Regions from separate parts of the Pan troglodytes genome. Here regions 1 and 3 are each linked to region 2. The links are chromatin contacts, called in public Hi-C maps. All regions are on one chromosome and are shown on one strand. Each heading gives the region's core, a stretch centred on a gene start, on an enhancer-like site or on the middle of the called end of the contact. The rest is flanking DNA. Distances are from core to core; before and after follow the strand shown.

Evidence for each region. Hi-C and Micro-C count contacts between places; a contact is called where the count stands out from the background.
Region 1: a contact with region 2 is called in a Hi-C map of stem cell-derived neural progenitor cells, with 4 times the contacts expected there. The contact joins the enhancer-like site here to the promoter of EFNB2 in region 2. A contact is called at or near these places in 1 of 7 Hi-C or Micro-C datasets (stem cell-derived neural progenitor cells) and 1 of 1 datasets of contacts at active chromatin or transcription factors (stem cell-derived excitatory neurons).
Region 3: a Hi-C map of stem cell-derived neural progenitor cells shows a contact between it and region 2, with 4 times the contacts expected there. The contact joins the enhancer-like site here to the promoter of EFNB2 in region 2. A contact is called at or near these places in 1 of 7 Hi-C or Micro-C datasets (stem cell-derived neural progenitor cells) and 1 of 1 datasets of contacts at active chromatin or transcription factors (stem cell-derived excitatory neurons).

What each region holds. Positions count from the first base shown.
Region 1 is chr14:111,215,231-111,218,988 of NHGRI_mPanTro3-v2.0_pri, reverse strand. The region is part of intron 8 of LOC107967978 (a long non-coding RNA gene); the gene reads left to right. Among named protein-coding and RNA genes, the nearest start is that of DAOA, 140 kb to the right of the region's middle. Within about 2 kb of position 1,303, at least 4 of the 24 cell types and tissues checked have an H3K27ac peak or open chromatin away from gene starts, as enhancers often do. A contact at or near this core is called in stem cell-derived neural progenitor cells, where this site is marked.
Region 2 is chr14:112,137,956-112,141,611 of NHGRI_mPanTro3-v2.0_pri, reverse strand. EFNB2 (ephrin B2) reads left to right here and starts at 1,698. Exons shown (of 5, transcript XM_001134800.8): 1 at 1,698-2,517. The coding sequence starts at 2,396.
Region 3 is chr14:111,523,528-111,527,512 of NHGRI_mPanTro3-v2.0_pri, reverse strand. No RefSeq gene overlaps it. Among named protein-coding and RNA genes, the nearest start is that of DAOA, 450 kb to the right of the region's middle. Within about 2 kb of position 1,637, at least 5 of the 24 cell types and tissues checked have an H3K27ac peak or open chromatin away from gene starts, as enhancers often do. A contact at or near this core is called in stem cell-derived excitatory neurons and stem cell-derived neural progenitor cells, where this site is marked.

The DNA of each region.
Region 1 (3,758 bases), core at 54-2,553, 920 kb after region 2:
GGGAACCTCAGTCTTTTTCTCTTAAGGCTTTCAACTGATTAGATAAGTCACACACATTATAAAGGACAACCTGCTTTAATGAGTCTACTGATTTCGATGTGGATCTCATCTGAAAAATACCTTCGCAGAAACACTTAGTCTGAGGTTTAACCACATTTCTGGGTGCTACAGATAAAATTAGCTATCACAGAACGTCTACACAGAAAGGTACTGACATTTGTTAAAACCATAGAATTCTATTTACATGACCAACCAGAATGTGTCTAGGGGGCTCCAGTGCCCCTGCAGATTTTCCATTTGTGCTGGCAGTTTCTTGGATAGTGTCTCCTATTGGCTGCTCTTACTTTCTGTCTTCCATTGTTTCTTTGAGGTTTCATAGGAACAGTCCTGTTTTAGTTAAAAGTGCCACTGGCTCCCAGGGTCCCAAAGCCAATGAGTAGATACGGCAAGTAATACCTGATCCCATACAGAAGAGGGAAAACCCTTCTCTCCCACACCTGTGCCTTAAGGTAGCACTGTTTATCTAACAGACTTGCAAAAATCTACCATGAAAACAGTGACTTCAACTTCTAATTTAGCTTTTCTCCCAATTCATGCTCAAACCGATTCCTCAAATTAAGAAGCAAGGACGAGAAATGCTTCATCAGTTACCTTCATTACAGTTGTATCTCTCGAGGTGCACTAAATTCCTTTGTCTTCAACTGATTCTCTCCTCTCCCAGCAGGAGATCAATGTACACAGGAATAGTTCCTTTAAATCCAGGAGTGCATGCAACTAAGCAACTTTAGAGATGAATGGTTGCATATTCCCCGGAGCCAATTCTAGTTGAGCTCAATTGATATATTCTTAAAAATAGTAATTCTATTTATTTTACAAGTGCTATGTAAACAGAGAGGTAAGTACCAGCATTATAATTCACTACAAAGACCTGATTTTGCTGCACAAACATAACTAAATGGCTACACCCTTTAATTGCAGAATCCAGATTTCCTCCAAACTTTATCTCATTCCAGTCAGGAAAACAGCTATCGTCTTTTTTTTTTTCATCAAATGCTTTTATTATCATGTTTGAAGCTTTTGATTAAGTTGGCATCGTAAGAAACCCTTTCCTATTTTCTTTCATGTTTTTCTTGACAAGCCTGAGTCCGTCATTCTGGCTGGTATTACAGGTTCATGTTTTTGGGTACATTCATTTATCATGGAGTGAGTCACTTTGCTGTTTTTGTTTCCACTGTATTCTGAAAGGCACCCACAGAAACATGACAAGAATGCAGGCTTGCATGGAAGAAATTCTCATGCCGGGTCTGCTCTGTCTCCCCAGTCAGTCTATCCTGCATAACGTCGTCTTTAAACAATAGAAAGCAATGGCTAAGGATAAAAGAATGGGTTCAGATAAAACAGAATTTTCTACCACCCTGAATATTCACTCCATATTTAATCTGAAGCCAAATATTTTAACATAAATGTATCTTTATTGTCTTTGTCCTGGTCTTCCAATAGGGAAGTTTTTGAACATGGTACCTCTTTGTTTTTTTGTTTGTTGGCTTCTACTATTTTCTTAATTTTAAATTCTAAGCCTCCAGGTGTCTTGCTTATAAAAACGATTCTGGATTTTCTACTTTTTAAATATGGTTTCTTAACCATTTGCAGTTTTGCTAAGAGGAAAGGAGAATCTATAAAGTACGTTTACATGAAAGGAAAATCTCTGTATAGCATTCTATCAAAACTGTAATAAAGTGAAAATTAATTATTAATATTGATATGATTTGGCTGTTCCCTCCAAATCTCATGTTGAGATGTGATCCCCAGTGTTGGAGGTGGAGTCTGCTGAGAGGTGTTCGGGTCATTGGGGTGGATCCCTCATGGCTTGGTGCTGTCCTTCCCCACTCTCTCTTGCTCCTGCTCTGGCTGCATGACGTGCCTGCTCCCCTTTCGCCTTCTGCCATGAGCAAAAGCTCCCTGAAGCTTCCCGAGAAGCTGAGCAGATGCTGGTGCCATGCTTGTACAGTCTGCAGAACTGTGAGCCAATGAAACCTCTTTTCTTTATAAACTACTCAGTCTTAGGTACTGCTTGGTAGCAATGCAACAGCCTAATACAAGTATACATAATGGAAAGTGAGCCATGCCATTTGTTCCTTTGAATATATTTGGACAATTAAACCAACAATAAAAAAAAGAAATTATATGCAGTTTCTGACTCGGGTTCCTTGAACTTAAGTGGTAGCAGAAGATTCCCCTATCTGGAAGAGAGAAAGTCTTCCTGGGAAAATGCAGGAGCTGTTCCGAGTGTGTAATGGAGCAGCATTCTTCTGAAACACCTTTTTGCTTGGAAGCCTAACATATAAATAAAAATATGAAGAGGGAGCTTTTCTATTTAAGGTGTGAGAAGAGGGTGTCGGGTGCCAGATTCTACCTCATTAAGCTCCTTTCAAATGCTGAGATGCCATCGACCCCTGGTTCTGTCTCCCAGGAACTCAGACTCAAAACTCTTGCACCAGAAACAACTAGATGGAGAAAACTACCTGACAAAAGTCCTGGACGATGGCCTTGAAATCAATTCCTTCATGTCTTTAGAGGGTCTCTGTAGTTTTTCCATAGGTGCTTACCAGCCACATTGTTGGAGGCGAGCTGGCTAAAGTAAAATTCTGAACTGAACTGAGCTTGATAGAGTTCTGTGCTCATATTCCCAGCACAGTCTCCATGTTGGGAGGGAAAATTGCTTTTTCTCCCATTGCAGTAAAAAAAAAAAAAAAAAAAAAGTCAATGATAAAGTCTAGATTCCTTACAACTTCTGTTAGTTTCCTGCACTTCATGGATAATCAAATTCCTCACAACAAAACAGATGAGCTGTCCCTCAAAATTGTTGACTTGTGCCTTATTAGGTTGGTAGAAGTGAGAATGTGGTATTTTAAATTCTCAAGACTGACTTCGTGTATCCATAGAGAATAATGTATTTTATCCTATTTTCTTAACTCTGTATGTATTTGAATAAGGGCGATTTAAAAGTTCTCTCACATCAGTAGAAATAACTGAGCTAGAGTTTGCTTGTTGACAATGTATAGGCACAATATATCATTAGAAGAGTGATAATGACTTTTATTTTGGTGAAATAATAAAAAAGGAATCATAAAAATAGAGCTGTCTAATAATGAACCATGTGTTTAAAAAAGAAAAGTTAACTTTCTCATCACTGGAAATAAGGAATGAGCCAGTGGCCATGGATCACAGATATAATTGTAAAGATTCCTATATTGAGTGGGAACGCAGACAAAATAACCTCCAAAGTCTTTGCTAAATCTATGGTCATATAAAAGAAATACAGCTGGATTGCCTATCAAAAAGATCCAGGGCAGTGGATACTAACTTTCTTTACTTGCAGCCAAAGTTTTGAAATCTTAGTAGAGCGTTTTGCTTTAAATTTAATTTATTAACCCTGATTACTGCAGTCAGCAAATTAAACTCAAGCCTGTATTATGAAATATTATGAAATAAACACTTTAGAACTGTCATCTGTATTAAGCAGCTGTAAAAAAGCAGTGTCAAGCCTTGATGATTTCATATAAAATTGAAATAATTTTGAATATTCCTCATGGTGATTTGTATGTTTTGTTATGCAGACACAGAATAAAAACAAGTGAACCAAAAAAAATGTTATTTAAAAATACTTAAGAAAAAAACAATTTGGAAAAAAATCTCGATACCGGCACTAATTTAACTTTGTAAATTTTCCAATGTAGTTCATGTTCAGTATATTAGCA
Region 2 (3,656 bases), core at 449-2,948:
TATATATATATATATATGTGTGTGTGTGTGTGTATATGCGTATATATGTGTATATATATACGTACATATGTGTATATACGTATAAATATGTGTATATGTGTGTATATATACGTATATATGTGTGTGTATATATATATTTAGTTTGAAGGCTTATTTAAAATGAAAATAAATTATGAAACTTTTCTGCTATCAAAGATCTGTTTGGAAGAGTAAGTGTATTCAGTACTTTGTATGCCTTAATGTGTTTTCTATCTTAAACTAGTCTTCACAAGCTTTTACCACTCCAACTGAGATGTATATGTTAACTTAGACTAATGTTTCAAAAACGGATACTTAAAGGCAACGTACCATAAAAATCTTCAGAAATTGTTACAAAGAAGAGTGAAAGAAAACAAGGTGTTTTACCATATGCATTTTCTGTTTTAAATTTAGCGTAGTGGATACTTTGTTTTAAAAATACATAATTTGTAGAATTACTGCCCAGTTTGTGTTTGAAACATAAATCCTGGGGTGGACGGCATTAAATTGAAAAAAAACGTGGGCATACAGTATATTTTAATTTTTCATACTGAATCGTACATTTGCACTGTGCCTTATTTCTACCGTGTTCTTCCTACTGTTGGGCATATAAAAAGATTTTCCTTGGAACTGTGACTTGATTAGATGCTGCAGTATGCTGGATCCGGGTCGGTGGACCGCAGAGCGCTCGAGATGCGGAGAAGCAAAGCTGGCCGCTAGTGGGCGCTGTGGCTCCGTGGAAGTCACGGACGAGCGTCAGCACCGGCGCTCGACCGGGAAAGTAGCGAGGAGTTCCTGCCAGCTCTGCTCTGGGGTCTTGCAGACGCCGAGTGAGAAGCACATGCCTTGACTTTTCCATCTCACACCCTCTAAATCTCTGGTCACTTTGGGAAGCGCGCGTGTCTCCTAGAGGCTAGTGAGACGGTCCCCGCGTCGTGCCTGTGCCGGCGACACGCGGGGAAAGCTCCAGGGGCGCCACCTTCCCGGGGGGCCAGGAGGGAAGGGAGACGCCCGCAGAGAAGGCGGGAGGCGACGACGCTCAGGCCCTGATTAGAGCTGCAAATTCCGGCGCCACGTCGCGGGAATCGTCTTGCAATTCCCGGCCCCACTGACTGAAACTGAGCCGTAGGTGATTGGTACCAAAATCAAGTGAGAAGCCCTCGCCGAGCGGCGTCGGGAGAAGCGCGCAGAAGCCGGGAGCTCTAAGGGAGCGCGCGGAGTGCAAGTCTTGCACGCGGGGCAGCGCCGCATCTGCGGAGAAGGGACGCCGAGCGGAGCCTGTTGCCTTCCGCACTGCGCGAGGGAAAGCCGCGCCCTCTGATTCCGCCGAGGGGGAAGGCGCCCCCGGGCGCGGAGACAGGTGGCCCGCTACTCGGCCGTCGCTATTTCCACGTCTGCACCGCGCCCAGAAGGCCTCTAGCCGCCCCGGGGGCGCCCTGTGCACGCGCTGAGCGCTTCTCCTGCCCGGCGTCTGCTCCGCTCCCGCCGCCCGCGGGAGCCAGGGGCGGGGCTCACCTGTCAGCCCGAGCCCCGCCTCGCGGCACCCAATGTCGGGCGGGGATGGCGGACGGACGGACCGGCCGTCCAACCAGCGCACGGCCGCGGAGCCGCGGGCCAATGGGCTTCGCGCGGCGGGGCGGGGACCCGCGTTTATAGCGCTCTGACAGCGCGCCGGCCGAGCTGACTCTCCTCGGCGGGGACCGCGGCGCCGGCCGGAGCGAGGAGCTGCGCACGCAGCGGGTCCCGGCGCCCTCCCCGCACACAAAGGCCCGCGCGCGTCCGGAGCCCGCGGCGGGGACCGAGCTCCCTCTTTCCTGCCCTGGGGGCCGGGAGCCGCGCGGACTGAGAAGGCTCCTGCGCGCCCGGAGGCGCCCTACTCCGCTCCGTGCTCCGGGACATGGAACCGCGCCGACGCGGCGCCCGCGCGCTCGGGCCGCTGCCCGCTGCACTGGATCTATAGTCACAGGCGGCCCCGCTCGGGGCGCAGCGCCCGCCGCCCGCGCCGGTCGTCTCCGCTCCGGGTCTTTGTGTCCCAGCCCGCACCCGCCCCGCGCCCACCCGCCAGCCGCGGCCGGCCCGGCACCCTGGAGCCGCACGGGAGTCGGCCGTCCGAGCTGCGTCCGGCGCGGCGCCCCGGAACCCCGAGTCCGCCGCGCCGCCGCGCCCCGCGCGTGCGCTCCGGCCCCGCGCCCTGAGGGCCCCGGAGGGCGAGCGCACCTGGCCCGGCGACCGCTGGAGCTGCGCAGCGCGCCTCGGAGCTGCCTGCGGGCGCACGCCGTCTTCCCCGCCAGTCTGCCCCGGAGGATTGGGGGTCCCAGCCTGCGTCCCGTCGGTCCCTTCTTGGCCCAGAGTGCGCGGAGCTGGGAGTGGCTTCGCCATGGCTGTGAGGAGGGACTCCGTGTGGAAGTACTGCTGGGGAGTTTTGATGGTTTTATGCAGAACTGCGATTTCCAAATCGATAGTTTTAGAGCCTATCTATTGGAATTCCTCGAACTCCAAGTAAGTGGCGTCCGCGATCCCCGTATGTCCCCGCCCCGGGGTCCGCCGCGCCGTCCGGGCGGGAGGAGGGGTCAATCCGCGGGGCCTCGGAGCCTGTTTCTGGAACCTCGGTTCCCCGTCCCCCACCCCCAACCCCCGCCCCATTTCACTAGGTGGAGACTCCTTGCTCGGCTTTCCAACCCGAGCGCCGCTGGAACGGACGGTCTCCCCGCCTTTCCTCCCCCGAACGCTCCCAGGCGCTAAAAGCTACTATCGGCTCGGGTGTCACGTCCGGGAAGGTGTCCGATGGCGATACCTGACCCTCTCCTGTTTTCGAGGACGAAGGACATGGCCACAATCTAGGCTGGCCGGCACGCGGGGACTGCTGGGCTCTGGAGAGAGGCGGAGATGCTGCATTCGCGGGGAGCGCGGGCGGCGTGGTCCGGGGCCCGCGGGCGGGCGACCGGGGTGGCAGGACGCTGGCAGCGAAGCGCGTTCTGGAGAGGGGAGCCTGGAGTCGCTACGCTGCCCGCAGAGCCCTGGAGCCGGGGCGCCTTGGCACCGCGCCGCCAGCCCGAGGGTGCGCGGGGAGCTCGCCTGCTTCGCAGGAGAACTCGGGCGTCGAACCCTTTCCTCCGCGCCGGGGAGACGGGCCTTAGGCTTCTCCCTGAGGGCCCGCCGCACCTCGGCCTCCCGCTTCGTTCATAAGCCGGTAGCCCCGGAGTATGCGGTCTCGATGGCCGACCTGATTGTAATGCACTTCCTATAAAAGCTTAGGGCCCTGCCCAGTCGACACTGCTCCTGAAGCCTTCTCCCGCGGGACCCTGGTAGGAATGGGATCCTTAGGATCAGATTTGCTCTTACCGGACTCTACAGCCGGGAGCGAGCCAGGCCTTGTGGAGAGTAACTTTCAGTTTGGGCCACCAGAGTGCATTCAGAATTTAGAAAATCCCATCCATCCCTAAATCTGTGTGGTCATAAGTCGTAGTCATCTGGGTATTCAGTACTGTATATCCCCTTATTTCGAATCACAGCCAAAACATATTTTACAGAATCTTGGAATTGTAGTCTCGGGAAACTTGGAGAAGAAGTATGCAGACATTAGCTGGTGTCTGGAGAAAACGTTTGAGATCAGAAGCAAAATCAATGGCCTAATTGAA
Region 3 (3,985 bases), core at 388-2,887, 610 kb after region 2:
GGTGTAAAGAGAATTAACTTTTATCAATTATCAGTATTACCTATGGTTCATTTAGTGCTTGGTAGATGTCATCTATGTTGTAATTACTGTAACATGTTTACACTTAGGATTCTGGATCTAGAGCTACCTTCTCCCAAGGAGCAGGATCTCAGCTTTCCCTTTTCTTTTGGAGATAATGTAAGCAGCTGGTAGAGGAGCTTTGAGTTGAGGGGTATAATAGGGGGATTATGAGGCATTGTGTTGGGGCAGAGGACAGAGGGAGCAACTCTGCAGAGTCAGGGAGGCTCCAAAACGGAAGTGACCTTTTGCCCTGGGTTTCTATTACAACTCACTGGAAAATGGTTTACAATGCTGATTTGCACAAATAATACCAAAGGCAAAGGAAGAAGCGAAGAAATCCCAGGCTGACTCAGATATAGATCACTCGTGTCTATGAGGAAATCTTGACAGCTTGTGTCAAAAGTTCACTCTTCGTGACTCAAATGGGTGCAATACCAGAAAAAGAGAACCTGATTAGATCAGTGGTTCCCAGACCCCTAGAATGGGAGGACAACTTTGTAATGACCTTTTCTCTCAGATTTTTTCTTAAAAAAGAAAGTGTACTTTTAGAAAAGAATCAATTAAATGATTAAGAACAAAAGTTACTAGGAATTCAGTATCAATTGCATATGAATTTCCATTTTGTTCAGTGAAAATCTGCATTTGAAAATAGTAATTTTAAATGTGAAAATGGTAATAAATATGCCAAAGGTGGTTACGACTTTCAATCTATATGGATTCTTGGGCTTCCTGCAGTCACTTTAAAGTCTCCTGAAGTCCCTTTGCTGTACTTTAGGGTCCACTGATCTAGGTTTTAATTAGAAGCACTCTTTCAAAGGATTTCTTAAAAAAATTAACAAGTGAAAAGAATTGTACAATTTTAATTTAATTAAACATTTGTTTATTTCATAGATAGTCTCCTTATCCGCATTGTTTTTTAAAATCCCTCCCACCATGTTTTATCCACATTGTTTTTTAACAATCCACAAAAAACAGCAACGATCAATTAGCTGATAACATATTACAACTACATAGAGGCCTAATTTGCTCCTGTTTTAAAAGCATATTAGTGCTAGTTGTGCTCATTAATGGTTACGGTTCTATTAATCAGGAACAAATCCATGTCATCTGAATTTTCTTGCCTCTTGCAACAAGGTAAGCGCAGATGGTAGATGACACGGGAGGTGAGTCTCTCTGCAGGTCGGCGCTGCCCGAGTGATCTGTTAGGTGTGTGGATGCACAGACCACACGGTGTATTTCTGGAATGTCTGAAAATGTGGGCCACATGTGACCAACAAGATAATTATGAAACCTGACTGCTGGATATGCTGATGCAGCCAAAAAACATCAAGGACTGTGAGTGAGGTTGGAGGTGGGAGCAGAGAAAATTTCTGCAATGTGTAAAAATGGACCGTTCTCAGAGAAAAGGAGCATTTAAATTCTGCCCAGTTTACGGGTTTCCAGTTCCTGTCCTTTCTCCTGCTCATATCTGCATCTTGCTGATCTCCCGGGAAATCAGCCGCTGCTCTGCCGGGTCAAGCCCCTCCTTCCGGAAGAAGGGCTGAGGCAGGAATGACTCATTGCCAGGGAGTGCCTTATAGAACCGGGTGAAAGAGCAGTGTGACAATATGACTGTGAATTTCTTATCAGTGTAGGCTCACCAGTGATGAGATAAAATGGAAAGAACGTATCCTGCTGTCATCAAGGCCAGTATCATAATCAACTTTTATGATTTATCAGCATTGTAACCTGGGGCTATTACTGCAAGTTTTGAGCCTCCATTTTCTCATCTCTAAAGCAGAGTCACAGGGACCAGGTGCAATGGCTCACACCTGTAATCCCAGCACAGTGGGGGGGCCAAGGTGGGAGGATCACCTGAGCCCAGGAGTTCGAGATCAGCCTGGGCAACATAGTGAGGCCTTGTCTCTATGGAAAAAAAAAAATAGTAACAATAAAAATGAAAAAATAAAATAAAATAGAGTCATTGCCTCATTACAGGATTGGATGTGGACTAAACATGATCATATGTGTGAAGTTACAGGAAAAGCCTTCTGGAGCAGGATTAGAAAGAACAGAATGGGATCTAATTGAGATGAAATGAAGACCTCCTAACAATTTCTTATGAAGCTTCCTAAATCTCTTGCATGTGACAGTGTAAGTCTCTTTTCATTCCAACTACCCTTAAGCTTCCCCAGTGGGGAAGAACTGTAGAGCAAAGAGCAGCCTTCGAGGGGAACACTGCCTCGGCCCTCACCTTCGTCCAGGGCTTAACCACTGGACACAACTCAGAATCTTGGAATCTTGCGTTTATTCTTAATTTAAAGCCTTATTCCAGCCTGAGATGCAGTTCCCTTAGCTTCCTGCTAATCTCTCATTTAAAATAGTCTCTTTCTCAAATCCAAAGTACACTGAGGTGTGGGGGAGATAACAAAAAGTGAGCTTCATTGACAGGCTCAAGAGGGTCACGTGCATTAAGAGACTGTACAATTCACAGGCCAAGCACAAAGGCCACAGACGGCCTTGAACGTGGGAGTTAAAGCGAGGGTTCTGGGGCCACAATGCTCAGATTGTGTTTGAGCTCTACCTCCTATTAGCTGTGTGACCTTAGCTGTTGATCAAGACAACTTTATCTTTATGTATCAGCTTCCTCATCTGAGAAGGATAATTATACCATTATCTTCACTGGTTTCCCATGACAATTCAATGAAATGATAGATAAAAAGGGCTTAGACCAGACCTCAATTAATAGAAGGTGTTAATTTTAGCAATATCTGTATGGCTTAAGAGTTCCTGTCATCTAAGTAACAGGATCAGAGGACACTGTGGCATTAGCATAGCAACATTGGTGGGGACAGCAGGGATGTCAGATGGCGTCTGATTGTCAGGGTTAGTTCGTAGGGTCAAACTCTGCAGCTGCTTTAGAAGAGTCGTGTGTGGGAGATTCGCTCTGTGCGTTGGTAGACTATAAGTACAATCCTAGGAAAGTGATCCCACAGGTGACTGAACAGAAAAACTCATAGACCAACTTAAACTTTTCATAGACCACGGTGTATTAATCAGTTTGCATCTAGACCCAAGGGAGAGTAGATGGGGTAAGTTAACAGTTAGGATAGGGTGCAAATGGGGTGGAGGAGTCGTACTCCTGAATCCCAGGATGTGCAGTGTTTCTACACGCACAGGCTCTCTCTCAACGCCACATCCATCTTTCCTGCAGATGGAGTAATTGAGGTTTGAGCAAGATGTCCCGGGTTAATAGCACTCATCTGGTCTCCTGGAGAGACACAGGGATAAGTAAGCCTGGAAGATGGCTGTGGATTGTCCCCAGCTAACTGAACAGCCCTGGGATTTATTGCATTGCTGGGGCGGAAGACTCTGGGACCGGAGTGGGTGTCACCAGTCGGCGGGTGTCACCAGTCAGGCATACCGAGTGCTCGTGTATATTTAGTGTGTCCTGAGAAAGGACTGAATGTTTCTTGTATATTTGCTGTATCATGGCTCGTCCATATTTAGAGTAACTTGGATATTTCCCAGCCTGATGGCTTATGTTTATTTAGTGTCTCGAGAACACTGGGTGTCTCTTGATCCTTCCCTTCTTTTCTATGTATGTTTAATACCCATTATTCCATTCACTAACGACCTTAACAAGCTCATGGGTTGCATCCATCCCACTTGTCTTCTTGTTTCTATAGTGAGTTATTAAATAATGTAAAGTGTGTATTGGAGTTTACCTATTGGGCGGCGGCCTTGAGGAACTATTTAGCACGCATATTTCCAGTCTTGATAAACAGCCTCTGAGCAGATTTGGAGGTCACACAAAAAGGTCCTGAAGTTAGAATATCTAACCAGCAACCCATCCAATAGTCTGTAGGCAGCACATAATAGACTTTCTACAAAAGTTTGCCAAATTAATAAATGGTTAATATTTTCAAGCACAAATGAATTATCT